Regions from separate parts of the Mus musculus genome. Here regions 2 and 3 are each linked to region 1. The links are chromatin contacts, called in public HiCAR-type and HiChIP or PLAC-seq maps. All regions are on one chromosome and are shown on one strand. The core of a region is the stretch at or near the end of the contact, and the rest is flanking DNA. Distances in the headings are between cores, read along the strand shown.

What was found. HiCAR-type assays count read pairs that join an accessible place to other places. HiChIP or PLAC-seq counts read pairs in DNA pulled down with a chosen protein or histone mark.
Region 2: a contact with region 1 is called in an H3K27ac HiChIP or PLAC-seq map of neural progenitor cells, with 10 times the contacts expected there. The contact joins two enhancer-like sites. A contact is called at or near these places in 3 of 484 Hi-C or Micro-C datasets (Th1 cells, bone marrow-derived macrophages and uterus), 7 of 115 datasets of contacts at active chromatin or transcription factors (acute myeloid leukemia, astrocytes, embryonic fibroblasts and 3 more) and 1 of 9 other capture datasets (embryonic stem cells).
Region 3: a contact with region 1 is called in a HiCAR-type map of astrocytes, with 2.8 times the contacts expected there. The contact joins two enhancer-like sites. A contact is called at or near these places in 2 of 484 Hi-C or Micro-C datasets (bone marrow-derived macrophages and macrophages) and 4 of 115 datasets of contacts at active chromatin or transcription factors (astrocytes, bone marrow-derived macrophages, pancreatic cancer cells and 1 more).

Annotation. Positions count from the first base shown.
Region 1 is chr3:50,420,004-50,424,538 of GRCm38.p6, reverse strand. Slc7a11 (solute carrier family 7 (cationic amino acid transporter, y+ system), member 11) reads left to right here. Exons shown (of 12, transcript NM_011990.2): 5 at 398-497. Among named protein-coding and RNA genes, the nearest start is that of Slc7a11, 21 kb to the left of the region's middle. Within about 2 kb of position 2,393, at least 40 of the 459 cell types and tissues checked have an H3K27ac peak or open chromatin away from gene starts, as enhancers often do. A contact at or near this core is called in astrocytes and neural progenitor cells, where this site is marked.
Region 2 is chr3:51,119,428-51,124,110 of GRCm38.p6, reverse strand. No RefSeq gene overlaps it. Among named protein-coding and RNA genes, the nearest start is that of Gm35891, 7.2 kb to the left of the region's middle. Within about 2 kb of position 1,925, at least 32 of the 459 cell types and tissues checked have an H3K27ac peak or open chromatin away from gene starts, as enhancers often do. A contact at or near this core is called in neural progenitor cells, where this site is marked.
Region 3 is chr3:51,192,032-51,196,868 of GRCm38.p6, reverse strand. No RefSeq gene overlaps it. Among named protein-coding and RNA genes, the nearest start is that of Gm40044, 26 kb to the left of the region's middle. Within about 2 kb of position 1,443, at least 193 of the 459 cell types and tissues checked have an H3K27ac peak or open chromatin away from gene starts, as enhancers often do. A contact at or near this core is called in astrocytes, where this site is marked.

The DNA.
Region 1 (4,535 bases), core at 1,144-3,643:
GGAGAGGGGTAGTGCAGGAGTTTCTGGATGTCTCCTCACTCAAGGTAGGCTCTGACACTTCTTTTCATCTTTCACCAGGTCATACGTTATTGTCTATGAATTCTGTCAAACTCTTAAAAAAAATTCAGTTTCATGGTTAAAACGGAGGGCACCCAAGCAAGAGAAATGGAATTGCCACTTTAATCCTTCTGGTCATCCACAAAAGAATTTTCAAATGGTCTAGGTGACAACAAGTGTGTGCTTGGGAGTCCTGCCCTAGATTGAGTACAGTATCAATAGCTAGAGTTGACCATGAACAGAGTCAGAACAGGCTAGCTCGGCTCTCAACCAAGTATAGGGTTGGAATAAATAACCAATTCTTTGTCACTTTCTAAAAATCCTCCCATTCTAATTGCAGGGCAAACACATCACTTTAAAGATGCATTTTCAGGAAGAGACACAAGTCTAATGGGGTTGCCCTTGGCTTTTTATTATGGGATGTATGCATATGCTGGCTGGTAAGTTGATATGTCCAGATACTTGTATTGAATATCTTCATTTGCCTTTTGTCTTGTTCACCTTTTTTTTAATCATAGAAGTGTCATATCACACATTTCTTCCCTCACTAAATTTTCATTATGTCATGTACACAAAAATTATTTCGTCAAAGTTTCAAGTAACACAGAATTCTCAGAAATGAAGACCTATAAAGCTAATAAATTTATTTTTCCTGCCAAAGAGCATAATGCATCAGAAATAGACTGGAGGAAACTAAGTGAGCTCTGTCTACTTGGACTCCCCTTGGTTTCTCTGTGTAACGTTTCTTCCTCCTGGCAATAGGATAGATCCTCTCTCACCTGAGAATCTCATGATGTATTGTGAGACAAGGTATAGCAGAGAACTGTGCAGCTACCTTCCACAAGAAGGCAGAGAATGTGGGAGATATATTTCTAGGTTGTTCTGTTGGCTTTGCTGGAGATCACTTCTGGCTTCTATGAGCCACTTAGGGGAAGACAGGTTCTAGTTTCTGCAGCTTACCTCGGAAGAGAAGAAAGAGAAGCATGAAGGAGAGATGGAAGGATAACAGAAAGAAATTCTTTCCGTTTCCTTCAGTGTGGCAAAGCCTGAAGCTTATGGCATCAATATCTGAGGCCCTCAAATAGTTAAGGATGCTATTAGACTTAGTCCAGTGTCATAAGAATGAACAAACAAATGCTGGGGTTTAATGGTCATTATAAATTACTTTTCGCTACTCATCAGTGGGAACAGTATAGTAAGTACCATAGGGTACGTGGATTAGTACTTACCTGTCAGACAGCCTTTGTGGTAGAGTACTAAAGAGATTCATAAATAGAAGTTGATGATTGTTTTCTACTCGGTCATGAGGAAGAAACAATTCATAGGAAGAAGTGAGATGGTCTCAGGAGATTAATATGGCCCATATGATTAAGCTAGGAAAGGAGAAATCACAATAATAAAAGTTAAGTGGTCAAGTCGTATGCAACATAGTCTCGCCCTTTATTTGTTTCATTAAGATGTTTTCAGCAGTTGAAAACAAAAAAATGGGTAGCAAATATAATTGGCACTATGATACCAGAAGTAACTCTTTGTCCCTTGTGCCTGTCTGCCTGTGATCCTCCTGTAGTGATATAGTAGTATTTTGTTGAGGAGCATGAGTCACAGTAATCAAATATCAGAGAGAAACTTTCTGTAACTACTTATTGACCTTTTAAGCTGTAGTTGAAACTACTATATCCTGAAAGCCCACTAGATATAACATCAGAATCATTTCAGAAAGATTAATTTTCATTGTTTTGGAGCAAATAATGTGTAGTAGCTCTTTTCGCATCTTAATAAAACCAGTAATTAAAGCTGTGATAACCCTGTGTGAGCCTGAAGAATGCCAGCAAGAAACGTTGCTATCTCAAGAGTTATGTAAATATTTACAACACAAATAAAATTTTCTCCCCCTTCATTATTTTGTATTACCTTCCAGATATTATAAAATGCATTAAAAATAAGCAGTATGTACCCTATTAATCTCACAAATTGTGAAAATATGACATTAGAAGAAACTCCACAGAGCCCAGCCACGTGGGCTTAGCATAGTTTTGAAGCAAAAAATGTTTGAAGGCTGTTAGGTTACAACATAAGATCAGCATATAATATTTGTATCCCCATAGAAGACATTTTGCAGCCATTTGTATGCATGCTTTCAGTTTTGAATCTCAGTGTTTTTGAAGTCTTTTCACTTTTGTCCAAAGCACAATGCAGTGCTAAGGAGAGAAAAGAAGCGAGTGTGATCACAGTGTTAGAAGCAGAATCAACTCTTCTATGTCTATTGAGCCTGGATCAGGGCTCCATGCCCTGGGGCAGCAGCCAAGCCACTGTGAGGGTCCTTGGGAGCCCCAGAGCAAAGCAGGGGAGGGGACAAGCGCTTTCAGCTCCTGCTGGGTGCTGGGAGCCTGTTATACTCTTTCAAGAATGTGGAGCATGGTGATCTTCACACGGCAGATTTGATTAATTCTGTTCAATGGAGTCTCTTTTGCCTGTGAGCACCCTGCATTTGTTCCCACAGAATCTTAAAACATTTCTACCCCCACTCCTCCACCTCCCAGCACTGGATATTCAGGTCACCTGCTTCGTGTATAGCCAATTTTCTTCTGTGGATTTTTTTTTTTTTTTTGTGGATAAAGACTCTTTTCATCTTGGCTTCTTATTAATATTGCATTTCACCCATGCCAAGTCCAAAGTGCAATCACTTCCAACGGTAATAGAAGTTTACAGAAAACTTTATTTATACTTTTGTCTACACAGTCCTTGTGTTTCGACCACAGTTTGGAGAGCCAGGAACCATCAGTTTCTTTGTGTTCTTGGGGGTTCAGTCGCAGTGTTGGGAAGTAAATCTAGGATTTTAAATGAGGATGCTATCGGACCCAAATGGCTTAGCTTAAGGATAATAAGGAAGTATTTAGCTGTAATGGTTTGTTTGCTGGCTCAGTGCTGCTGTGTGAAGAGGGGAGAGGACCTGGTTGTTAATTTATGGCTCTCAGTCTTAGAAGAAAAAAAGAATAGAATCAGAATAAGAAGGAAGAGCCTGTAGGCTTAGCAATGCAGAGGTGCAGATATTTCCATGGAAAAGGATCCAAGGGGAGTCTAAACTGAGTTTCATAGACAGAGGCATGATAAGAACAACCTTTGCTGCCTGAATTCTCCATCTTTTACCATATGATTGCAAAACTGGCTTGCAGATGTAAATCGGGATGTTAAGTGGTTACCACTCCTTTTATTGCTGTAGAACAATATTTGACTAAAAATATGTGTAGACATTGTAATGAGAGAAAAGCAAGTCAGTTATGATGAGAAATTTCTAGCCAGACTGCTAACTGTTTAGACAGGTAGCATGTTAGCCAACTGTTGTCTTGGATACCTTGCTGTTAGAGCAGTCACCTCCAGCTGCAAGGCAGAATAGGAAAAAGATTCTACCAACCCTCGGGGATCCTGGATGGAGTAAAGTCTTGGCTCTGAGGAGCACAGAACCTATCCAGAATGATGAAAACCCCCTCCACAGAAACATGATTAGGGGAAAAGAAGTCATTAACTCAGTCAGGTCACAGAGTCAGGCGAGCACAACTTTAATATTATTGCCAATGTCCGTATTCAGAGGAATCCATCTGCCAGTCAGCCTGTGGCCTTGGGGAGTCAACCAATTTCAGTCCTATCTCTGGGTCCAAAGCTAAGCATAGCGTGTTGAGATTTTTTTTTCCCTCTCTTTTCACTGTGTGATAGAAAATTGGTTTTCAGTGTCTTTTGTCGCCCTCTTTAATCGGATCCTCAATGGATTTCGTCTCCCTGAAGCATCAGCCAGGATTATTGTACGCCTTTGTTTCAACTCACCTAAAGAATCTGTTTCCTTTGAAAAGTCATGTACAAGGTTGGCAATTACAGTGCAGGGCCAACCATCATACTTATGCAGAGTCATAGAGAACGTTGGACAATAGACCTCGTGAGCAGTTACCAGGGACCTTGAGGACTAAGCCAGGGGAGAGAGAATACAGTGGGCCTACTTACTAGAGACTGGACAGGCATCAAGATGTATTTCCTACAGTGGGTGAACTTTTGCACTGAAATGATCCATTTTCATCCTCTTCTCCCCAAACTGTACCCAGGCACTATCCTTTCCTGTATTCTTTAGGGACATGAGAAAATACTTGAAGTCATATTCTTTCTACAGACAGTTCCCTTCTTGCATTAGGGCTGTTGAGAAAGACCAGTTCATCAACTATTAAGAAGCAACTGGCTATCTCTGACACACAAAACCTGGCATATTCCTTAATTCATATGGTTTATTCAGTTTGGGGTGTTACTTATATGTTTGCTTATTTATTTCATTTGGTTTGCATACTGCCTGTTGCCTCAGGCTTATAACAAACATGTCAAATCAGTCACAAATAGTACATTCCACAGCACTATCCCTGATATACTCAGAGCAGGGAGGAGTAGCTCATTTATAATCCACCCTTATAATTCTGCCAGCCAGTCTTGCGTTAAATACT
Region 2 (4,683 bases), core at 676-3,175, 700 kb before region 1:
TTAAAGCAAATGTACTCACTCAACCACAGGCGTTTTGGAGAGCAAGGCATCCCTGTCTCCCCCCAGCCTTGTTTGTGCTCCTAGTCTTAGTAGCTACAGCTAAGTTTGTTAAGAGCATTTAGTGCACTCAGGAGCATTTAACATATGGCAGCACTCTTGATCCTGACAGCAACCCAGCCAGGCAGGTCCTTTAGTAGCCCTGCTTTTCAGGACAGGGTGAGTAAAGAAGCCACAGTCCTTCTGATGAGGAGTCACACACATTCTGTTAGGAGATGAAATAGGGGATTATAGTAGTGAATATCTGTTCTACCTACCTTTTACTTTAATATCCTCTACTCATATCAGAAAATAACCAAGAGATATTTAAAAATAGGGCACAGAATGAAAGAGAGCCATGACTGCTGGATGCGCTGTCTTTGCACCGAAGGAAGTAGGGGAGGTACTTGTGACCACACTCAGCTGCTGGCCTGATCCTGAGAGCGTCTCCAAGATACCCGTGGCTTGAGTTTTATATCCTGGGTGTTCTGAACCTTGCAATGCCAACAATGGTTTCCCATCATCGCCAACTCTCTTCCTCACAGATACAAAAGACTGATGTACCATCTTCCCATCTGTTCCCATCTGACCTTCCCCTTAAAGTTTAGGGACAAAGTGTTAGCCAGCTTTTAGATACTGTATAAGAAGACAAAAGGAGCAGGGCAGTGTTGGCGCATGCCTTTAATCCCAGCACTTGGGAGGCAGAGGCAGGCAGGCAGATTTCTGAGTTCGAGACTAGCCTGGTCTACAAAGTGAGTTCCAGGACAGCCAGGGCTATACAGAGAAACCCTGTCTCAAAAAAAAAAAAAAAAAAAAAGGAAGAAGAAGAAGAAGAAGAAGAAGAAGAAGAAGAAGAAGAAGAAGAAGAAGAAGAAGAAGAAGACGACAAAAGGATGTCTAAGGAAAAGGGTTGACTTGTGGGCATGCTTTCCATCCATGGTCACTTTTGTTTTGGGCTTGTGTCCTCACACCGTGCCATGGTGGGATCACATGATACAGGAGGTCAGGCTGCCTCACGCCAGCCTGGAAACAAGAAGGAGAGAGCACAGGGTCCTAATAGTATCTGCAAGGGCATGTGCCCAGTGACCTAACCTCCTGCCCAACCCCTTATAACTTACACCTCCATTCCACAGTGCCACAGGTTTGGGACATAGCATTTAAACCTGATTCTTAAAATGACAGCAGCTAGAACAGAGGTTGGTAGGAAAGGAAGGGAAGTTATAGATTAAATCCTCAAGCCTCTGACAGCTTTGTTCCTCTGCTTTTGGCAAGTAGCGATGACACAGAGATGCTACCTCTGTAGCAGTATCTAGATCACATGCCACCAACCACAGAAGCTGCTGTCCATGGTGCCCTTAGAAAGACCCATTAACCTCACTTTCATGTAGCCTACATCTGGCTTCTGTTTATAACCAGAGTACAGAGGAGGAAGGCCTCTCTAGTGCAGGATATTGACCCCAGGATCTAAATGTAGAAGTCATGTGGGGTGATTTTGCATGTGTCCCTTCCTGATGCCACTTGGAATGGTGTAGGGCTCTCAGCATGGAACATTTTCAGGCTCCTCTTGTGTATGCAACACACACACACACACACACACACACACACACACACACACACACACACACCATCCACTCTAGATAGCTTGCTTCCAGCAGATGACTAAGCAGGGGGCAGCCATGAGATCCAGTAGCAGCTCTTTATGGGAGCCAGTGTGGAAATGTCATGTATCCAGGACACTGTTTTCAGGCACAACAGTTCTGGTGTGGGCCAATGCTGTTTACTGCCAAGCCCACTTAGAACTCTCAGAGTTTTCCCTGCCAGGGCCTCCATCTCTTCAAATTCCTAGAGGAAGCCATTGGTGAGGCATGACAGACTTTGAGCACTAGATGGCACTAAAGGTCCGTGGAACTTTTTTTGGGGCAGCTTTGAGATCTTTAATTCTGCCTTTAGAGGTGAAGAATCCTTGCCAAAGAGAAGAGACCTCGACCATAAATTCCACACGCAGTAGCAGGTTCATAATGCACCGGAGTGACTGCATGCAGTATTTTTTCTCCCTGAGAAATAAAATTTCTCTTTCAATGGAGAAGGTTGTTCCTTTACATCTAACACGAGCTAATGTTAAATCTCTCTCTTAAGTAGCAGAGGATGATGGAGCCTTTAATGTGTGCACTGACCAAGACACAGGGCTGCGTCTGCAGTGAAACGCAGACTGATACCTTCAGGGACCGAGAAGGAGTAAGTCATATATTCTGCAGAGAGAGGGCTGTTTCTCCTCTTAATCATGGACATTTGACTTGTCAAAAAAATGTTTTCTCATTGATTGCCCGAGACAGAATGTACAGGCTAGAAAGACAAGCTTCCCAAAAACCTCCTTCACTTGGAAGAGATGTTAAGGGAAAACTAGTGACTAATATCTTTCATTTAAAACACATTTGCCTGTTGGACAGTGTGACAATAATGTGTTGGTGGGACAGAGATACATTTATTTTTATTTTGATTCTGCTTCTTAACTTCCCCTTGGTATTACCTGAGAAGCAGGACTCATGAACATTAAAATAAGTGCTAAAACGAGCCAACCTATAATACAAGCATCCAGGAGTCAGAGGCAAGAGGACTAGGAAATCAAAGCCCTTTCTGGCTACATTTTGAGATTGAGGACAGCCTGGACTGTATCATACACACACACATACACACACATACACACACACACACACACATACCCCAAAAAAAGAAAAAAAAAAGAAAAGAAAGAAAAGAAAAAAGAAATGGAACATTATCAGAAAAATCTATGTGTGCGTGTATGTATATGTATATGTATATGCATATGTATATGATGTATATGTATATGATGTATATGATGTATATGATGTATATGTATATGATGTATATGTATATGATGTATATGATGTATATGATGTATATGTGTGTATATATATATATATATGTATATATATGTATATATATATATATATATATATATATATTGCCATTCATTCCTCTACCTCCCAGTTTATTTCCATTATCAATCCTTTTATTAGTAGTGGCATACAACAAAATCACTGAAACTTCCTGATTATGATGTTCTTTTTGGCACCTTATTGGCGAACTCTTTGTTTATCAATTGCAAAATGTGAGACGAGGAAAATAGAAAAGCCTGTAACAGACCAGCTAACATACCTACACTTAATTTGCGGCTGAGTTACGGCTCCTTTGACATGTCTGCGGTGGTGGCTCACAGCTGAATCCTCACTGATTGCTTGGCACAGAAGCGGAAGGGCAGGTGTCCTGCATGTCACCTCCACTCTGCCATGCCCAGCTCTTGGCATGCCGACTGTGATGGAGTGGGGTCAGTGCCTGCCTGACGAGTGAGTGGCATGCGCCTGGCTGCCGGCCTGACATGGCGAGAACATGCTCATTTCCACATTGTGGAGGTGTGGGATTGTGAAGCCTGCTTGTTCCACGCGGATGCTTCCGGTACAGAGAGAGGCTCCCAATAGTTGTGACTTGAACAACTAGGATAACCAGCATCATACTTCATTCTCCAAATGGGGACAAATTGGGAGCTTTTCAAAGAAATCAAGGCAAGATTTTCAAAGAAGAATGTGTCAAGACATTTGTGTGTGTGTGTGTGTGGTGTACTTGTGTGTTTGTGCACATGTGTGTGTATGTGTGGAGGCCAGAGGTCAGTATCATTGGTGTTCTGATGTTCTTCACCTTACCTCTTGAGACATGGTTTCTCACTTAACTTGGAGCTTACCACCTGGCTCAGTTGGCTGGCCAGGAAGCCCTGGGGTCCTTCTGCCTATCTGTATCCTAGCACCAGGATCATAGGCACGTGCGTCACACCTCATACTTTTTAGGTATGTTCTAGCTATCCAGACTCAGGTCCTTGTGTTGGTCCAGCAAGCAGTTTACCCACGAGACACGTCTCCAGCTTGTGGCAAGTTACTTCTAATACTTTTTAATTTTTACTTCTGTTTTATGTGTATAAGTTGCTGTATCCTAGCATGGCTCCTGGGACTTGAACCTGGACAGCGAGGGAATGAAGGAAAAGCAGACATCTGGACACACAGGAAAGCAGGGACCAGGTGGACTGAGACCTCTGTTAGAGAGATCACCACACCTTAGAAGCTTAACATGTTTATTATAGAGAGTTGAATAGAGAGGTGAGGTTACTGCATACAGAAGAACAAGAAGCAGGTCACCCTGTATAGATGAACATGGAGGCTAGATCTGTGGTCTACAACTGGATCAAGGAGACAGGTGTAGCTAGCCTGGGAAGGAGTGGTCTCTGAGGAGAACAGTCTAGGCCATAACACAGGGAGAGAGCCATGCTGGCTGGACGTTGTATGCACACACTGTCAATATGAGCACTTGGTCCCTCATGGAAGGCTTTGCAGTCCTTCTGAGCCCAAGATTGTGACGTCCTTAACATGGCTGTGTCCACTTACAGAGGACTTCACTAACTCTGGGTGTTCACTGCTCTTAAACAATGAGCATTTTGTCTCCATGTATGTACTGGAGGAGGTCAGAGGAGGCCATGAGATGCCTGGAAATAGAGTGTCTGTGAACTGTCAGGTAGGTCTGGGAACAAAACACTAATCTTCTCTGAGGGTAGCAAGTGCTCCTACCTTCTCAGCCCATTTC
Region 3 (4,837 bases), core at 194-2,693, 770 kb before region 1:
AGACAGACAGACAGCAGTCAGATTTCCTAATTACCCCTCTCCTCAGTTACTGTGGGTTGTGACTGAGTGACCCCTTAACTAGTGGGTCAGGGATGCAGTTAGAAAGGTAGTCATGGTGTTTCTCTGACTATAGAACCGCTGTGTACACAGAGAAGGAATCTTATCCACAGGAAAGAATGAAAGACCGTGAAGAAGAGTGTAGTGGGAATCTTAATAAATCCCAGCTTGGGGTTCCTTCCTGCCTTTGACCATTTATGTCCCCGAATGAAAGATACACACAGCTATATGTGTGTGTATTAAGATTTACTTATTTACTTTATGTATATGAGTACACTTTAGCTGTACAGATGGTTGTGGGCCATCACGTGGTTGATGGGAATCGAACTCAGGACCTTTGCTCGCTCTGGCTCCGCTCGCTCCGGCCCAAAGATTTATTTATTATTATATGTAAGTACATTCTAGCTGTCTTCAGACACACCAGAAGAGGGCGTCAGATCCCATTACAGATGGCTGTGAGCCACCATGTGGTTGCTGCGATTTGAACTCGGGACCTTCAGAAGAGCAATCAGTGCTCTTAACCGCTGAGCCATCTCTCCGCCTTATATTTTTAAAATATGCCTTATGCAGCACAAGAGCTGGGCAACTGCCTACCCTCTATGCTGTTAGAATCTACCTCCTTCGGGTTGCTACTTACAAATTTCTGTGTTCCATCTTGGCTGCTCTTAACTCCAATTGGTCAGCCCACGGTCTCTTGGCCCAGAGCTCAGGCCTCTGCTTGCTTCTCTACTTCATGGCGGATATTATCTCTCTCTCCTGAACATTCTTCCGAGAGATGGCAGCTCTTGTCCCCCTCCTCCAGTTCCTCGTGGTCCCAAGCCTGGGAAACCTAAACTGCTGCCTATGTCTCTTCTCCCCAGCTATTGGCTGCTGGCATCTATCTTAACCAATCAGAATCAACTGGGGGAGGGTCCCTCAGTGCGGACTTTCTCGTGCTAACAGTTTTGGGGGACCCAATTAACATTAGACTACAAGCAACTTTAGGCCTAACCCAATACAGAGGAGTGTTCTGCTCTTCTCCGAGCCGGAAATAATCTCTCTGAAGTAACTGTTGATGTTAAAGAGCATTTACCTTTAGTGCTTGACAGAGACGGTAATTTTTGTGTGAAACATGTAATTTGGACACTTAGGAAACATGCTAAATGCTAAGTAGATGCTTTGCATCCAGGAGCACACCATCCAGAGCGGTGACTATTTTAGCAATCTCTTAAGTTTCACGATGCTGAGAAACTCAGCTGCACTGACAAGCTCTGGGGGCGGGAGTGAGTCACCGAGTTGTGTGACTCACACAGGCTGGGCGGCTGGCTTCCCAGGGGTTTGCTTTGCTGTTTCCACATTTTGGCGTGATGCTCTATGGCTGGGAGAGTCTGGCGCACCCCACATTTCACTCTCTTCCTGCTCATTGGCTAGATGAGTCACCCAAATAATAGAAGACATTCTTACTTTCTTTGAGGGGTAGACATGTGAGTAAGTTTTGGCCAGTGAGACATAAATAGACGCATAGGCAGCTCTCTGGAAGTGTCCCTTTCTCCAATGTCTTCTGAGGTGAATACAAAGGCAATAGCTAGGCTCATCACCTGCCGTGGGCCTCGAGGATGAAGAGTAGAAAGACTGAGCTCAAAGAGTTCTGGGTCCCGATGACTTTGTGGAAACACTATCCTGATTGGGTGTGCTAATTCCTGAATTTATTTCTTTATTTTTAATGTGTGTGTGTGTGTGTGTGTGTGTGTGTGTACACAAGGGCAGGTGCCTGGAGAGTCTAGAAGGTGTTGGATCCCTTGTAGCCAGATGCTAAGTGGACTGACTGTGCATTCGTGTTTTAGACAGCTGTGGACCACCTGACACAGGTGTGGGGAACTGACCCTGAGTCCTCTGAAAGATCTGTACTGCTGAGCTAGCTCACCAGCCACCCCCATCCCCAGAATTTATTTTATATGGAAAAAGAATTACTTTTTAAATTACAGGGAACTTTTATTTTATATGTGCGAATGTTTGGCCTACGTGCACGTTTGTGTACCACGTGTGTGCCTAGTGCCTGAGGAGGCCAGGAGAGGGTCTCAGATCCCCTCAAGCTGGAGTTACAGACAGTTGTTAGCTGCTAAAAGGTGGGTGCTGGGAATCAAACCTGGGTGTCTTCTGCAAGAGAGGCAAGTGCTCTTAACCACTGAGCCATCTCTAGCCGCATGCAACTGGATTCTCTCTCTCTCTCTCTCTCTCTCTCTCTCTCTCTCTCTCTCTCTCTCTCTCTCTCTCTCTCCTTTTGATACAGGGTCTTCCTATGTAGCTCAGGCTACTCCTAAATGTATAGGGATTCCCTTCCCTCAGCATCCTGGGTACTGGAGTTACAGATGTGAGACACCCTGCCTGGTTTTCAGTTTCTGTCCTAGCGATCAGTGAAGCAGACTGGATACTAATGCTTCCTGTTACCCCTCACCTGTGTGGGGGAGTTGTTGACTCAACCCCCGGAAAGCTGAAGTACAATGATTACAATGATCTCATCCGGAGGACCGAGCCAGGAGCCTCTGGCCTCAAGTCTTCAAGCCTGCTCTTGCCGCACGCTCCCCCCTGGGACCCAGCTTTTATGGATCTAACTTGGAACAAGGATCTTTCTCTGTGTCTCCAAGTGTGAAATGAGGTGAAATGTCCCTCCAGTCTTGAGAGGAGGCCCATCCTGGCCAGGGAAACCAGCAGTGGAGACTGCTGGAAGGTAAAGACCTCTGTGCAGGGGTTTCTTCCCAGCTGTCGCCACTTCTGTGTGTACAAGAGTAGAGTTTGGTAAGTTTATGTGTCAGAGTTCAACACTGGTGCTGTAACATTGAGATATTATTTATCTTTTCTAAAATATTTGAGAAGCACTGTTTTATTATTAAAAAAGTAAAGAATCTTTTTATTAATTTTAAAAACTCTAATACATGAAATAATGGGTTTCATATGACATTCAAACGTGAGGCTTTCTCTATCTGTCTCTTTTTATTTATTTATTGTTTGTTTGTTTTTTGTTCTCTTTCTTTCTTTCTTTCTTTCTTTCTTTCTTTCTTTCTTTCTTTCTTTCTTTCTTTCTTTCTTTCTTTCTTTCTTTCTTTCTTTCTTTTTGAGACAGGGTTTCTCTGTATAGCCCTGGCTGTCCTGGAACTCACTCTGTAGATCAGGCTGGCCTCGAACTCAGAAATCCGCTTGCCTCTGCCTCCCAAGTGCTGGGATTAAAGGCCTGAGACAACATGCCCAGCCTTTCCCCCTCCTTTGCGAGACCCTAACAGCAAGCCGTGAGTGGACTTTTAGGCGGGCCAAAGAGTCTTGGTGACTTCTCAGCTCTAAATTACTATTTCCTAGGGACACTAGGGCGAGATTAGTTTTTGCCAGCTCCATACAAGCTAGGGTTGCCTGGGAAGAAGGAGCCTCAGCTAAAAAGTACCTTCTTTTGGTTGTTCTGTGGGTGGGTTTGTGGGCCCTGCTTTCCTCTCCTTTCCCCTCCCCTCCCCTCCCCTCCCCTCCCCTCCCCTCCCCTCCTCTCCCCTCCCCTCCCCTCCCCTCCCCTCCCCTCCTCTCCCCTCCTCTCCTCTCTTCTCCTCTCTTCTCCTTTCCTTCCCTCTATTTTCCTTCCCCTTTCTATCCCTCCCCTTCTCTGTCTGTCTGTCTGTCTGTCTGTCTGTCTGTCTGTCTGTCTGTCTGCCCGTCTGTCTCTTTTTCTCTTGTCTCTCTATGAAGCCCAGGCTGGGGACTCCCTCTATAGCTGAGCTGGACTTGTCCTGACACTTTTGCTTCTGTCTTCACCCTGCTCCTATAACCAGGCAGGACTGTCTTCCATTTTAAAATAGGGTCTTCCTGTGTCGTCCAGTTTGCGGTGGAACTCACTGTGTAGCTCAGGTTTTCCCTGAATTCAGGATCCTACAAATCAGTGGTTCTCAACTTTCCTAATGCCAGAGCAACTGTACTAAGGAACCCTTTAGTACGGTTCCTCACGGTGTGGTGACCCCCAATCATAAAATTACTTTTCCAGGGCTAGAGAGTTGGCTCAGCGGTTAAGAGCCCTGACTGCTCTTCCAGAGGTCCTGAGTTCAATTCCCAGCAACCACATGGTGGCTCACAACCATCTGTAATGGGATCCGATGCCCTCTTCTGGTGTGTCTGAAGACAGCCACAGTGTACTCACTCATATGCATAAAAGAAATAAATCTTTAAAATATTACTTTTCCTTGCTATTTCATAACTGTAGTTTTGCTATGAATTATAATACAAATATCTGATATGCAGATGGCCTTAGGTGACCCCCGTGAAAGGGTCACTCGGTCCCCAAAAGGTGTTGCAACCCACAGGGTGAGCGCCACTGCTCTAAAGAAAATTAAGCAGAATTATGTTTAAATTTTTTTTTCTTAGCCAGGTATAAACCTTTAATCTCACCACTCAGGAGGCAGAGGCCATCCTGGTCTCTATAGTAAGTTCTAGGCCAGCACTTGCGCCTGTCATACCGGTACTCAGGAGGTAGAGGCAAAAGGTTGAGGAGTTTAAGGTCATTCTTGGCTTTGTAGTGAGTTTGAAGGCAGCTTGTGCTACGTGAGATCTGGTCTCAAAGGAAGAAGGAGAGTGAAGAGTAGGAGAGGGAGAAACAGGGTAAAGTCTAGATGCTTCGGTGTAACCTTCAAGATGATAATATCACTGTGTATAGGTCTGTCATCATGGCACAATTTGCCATTTTTTATAAAACCTCAACTTAAAGCATGCAGACATGGCCACTAAATTGGTCCCGGGGCAGGCAAATTTAGCATGACAATTTCCCAGCTTG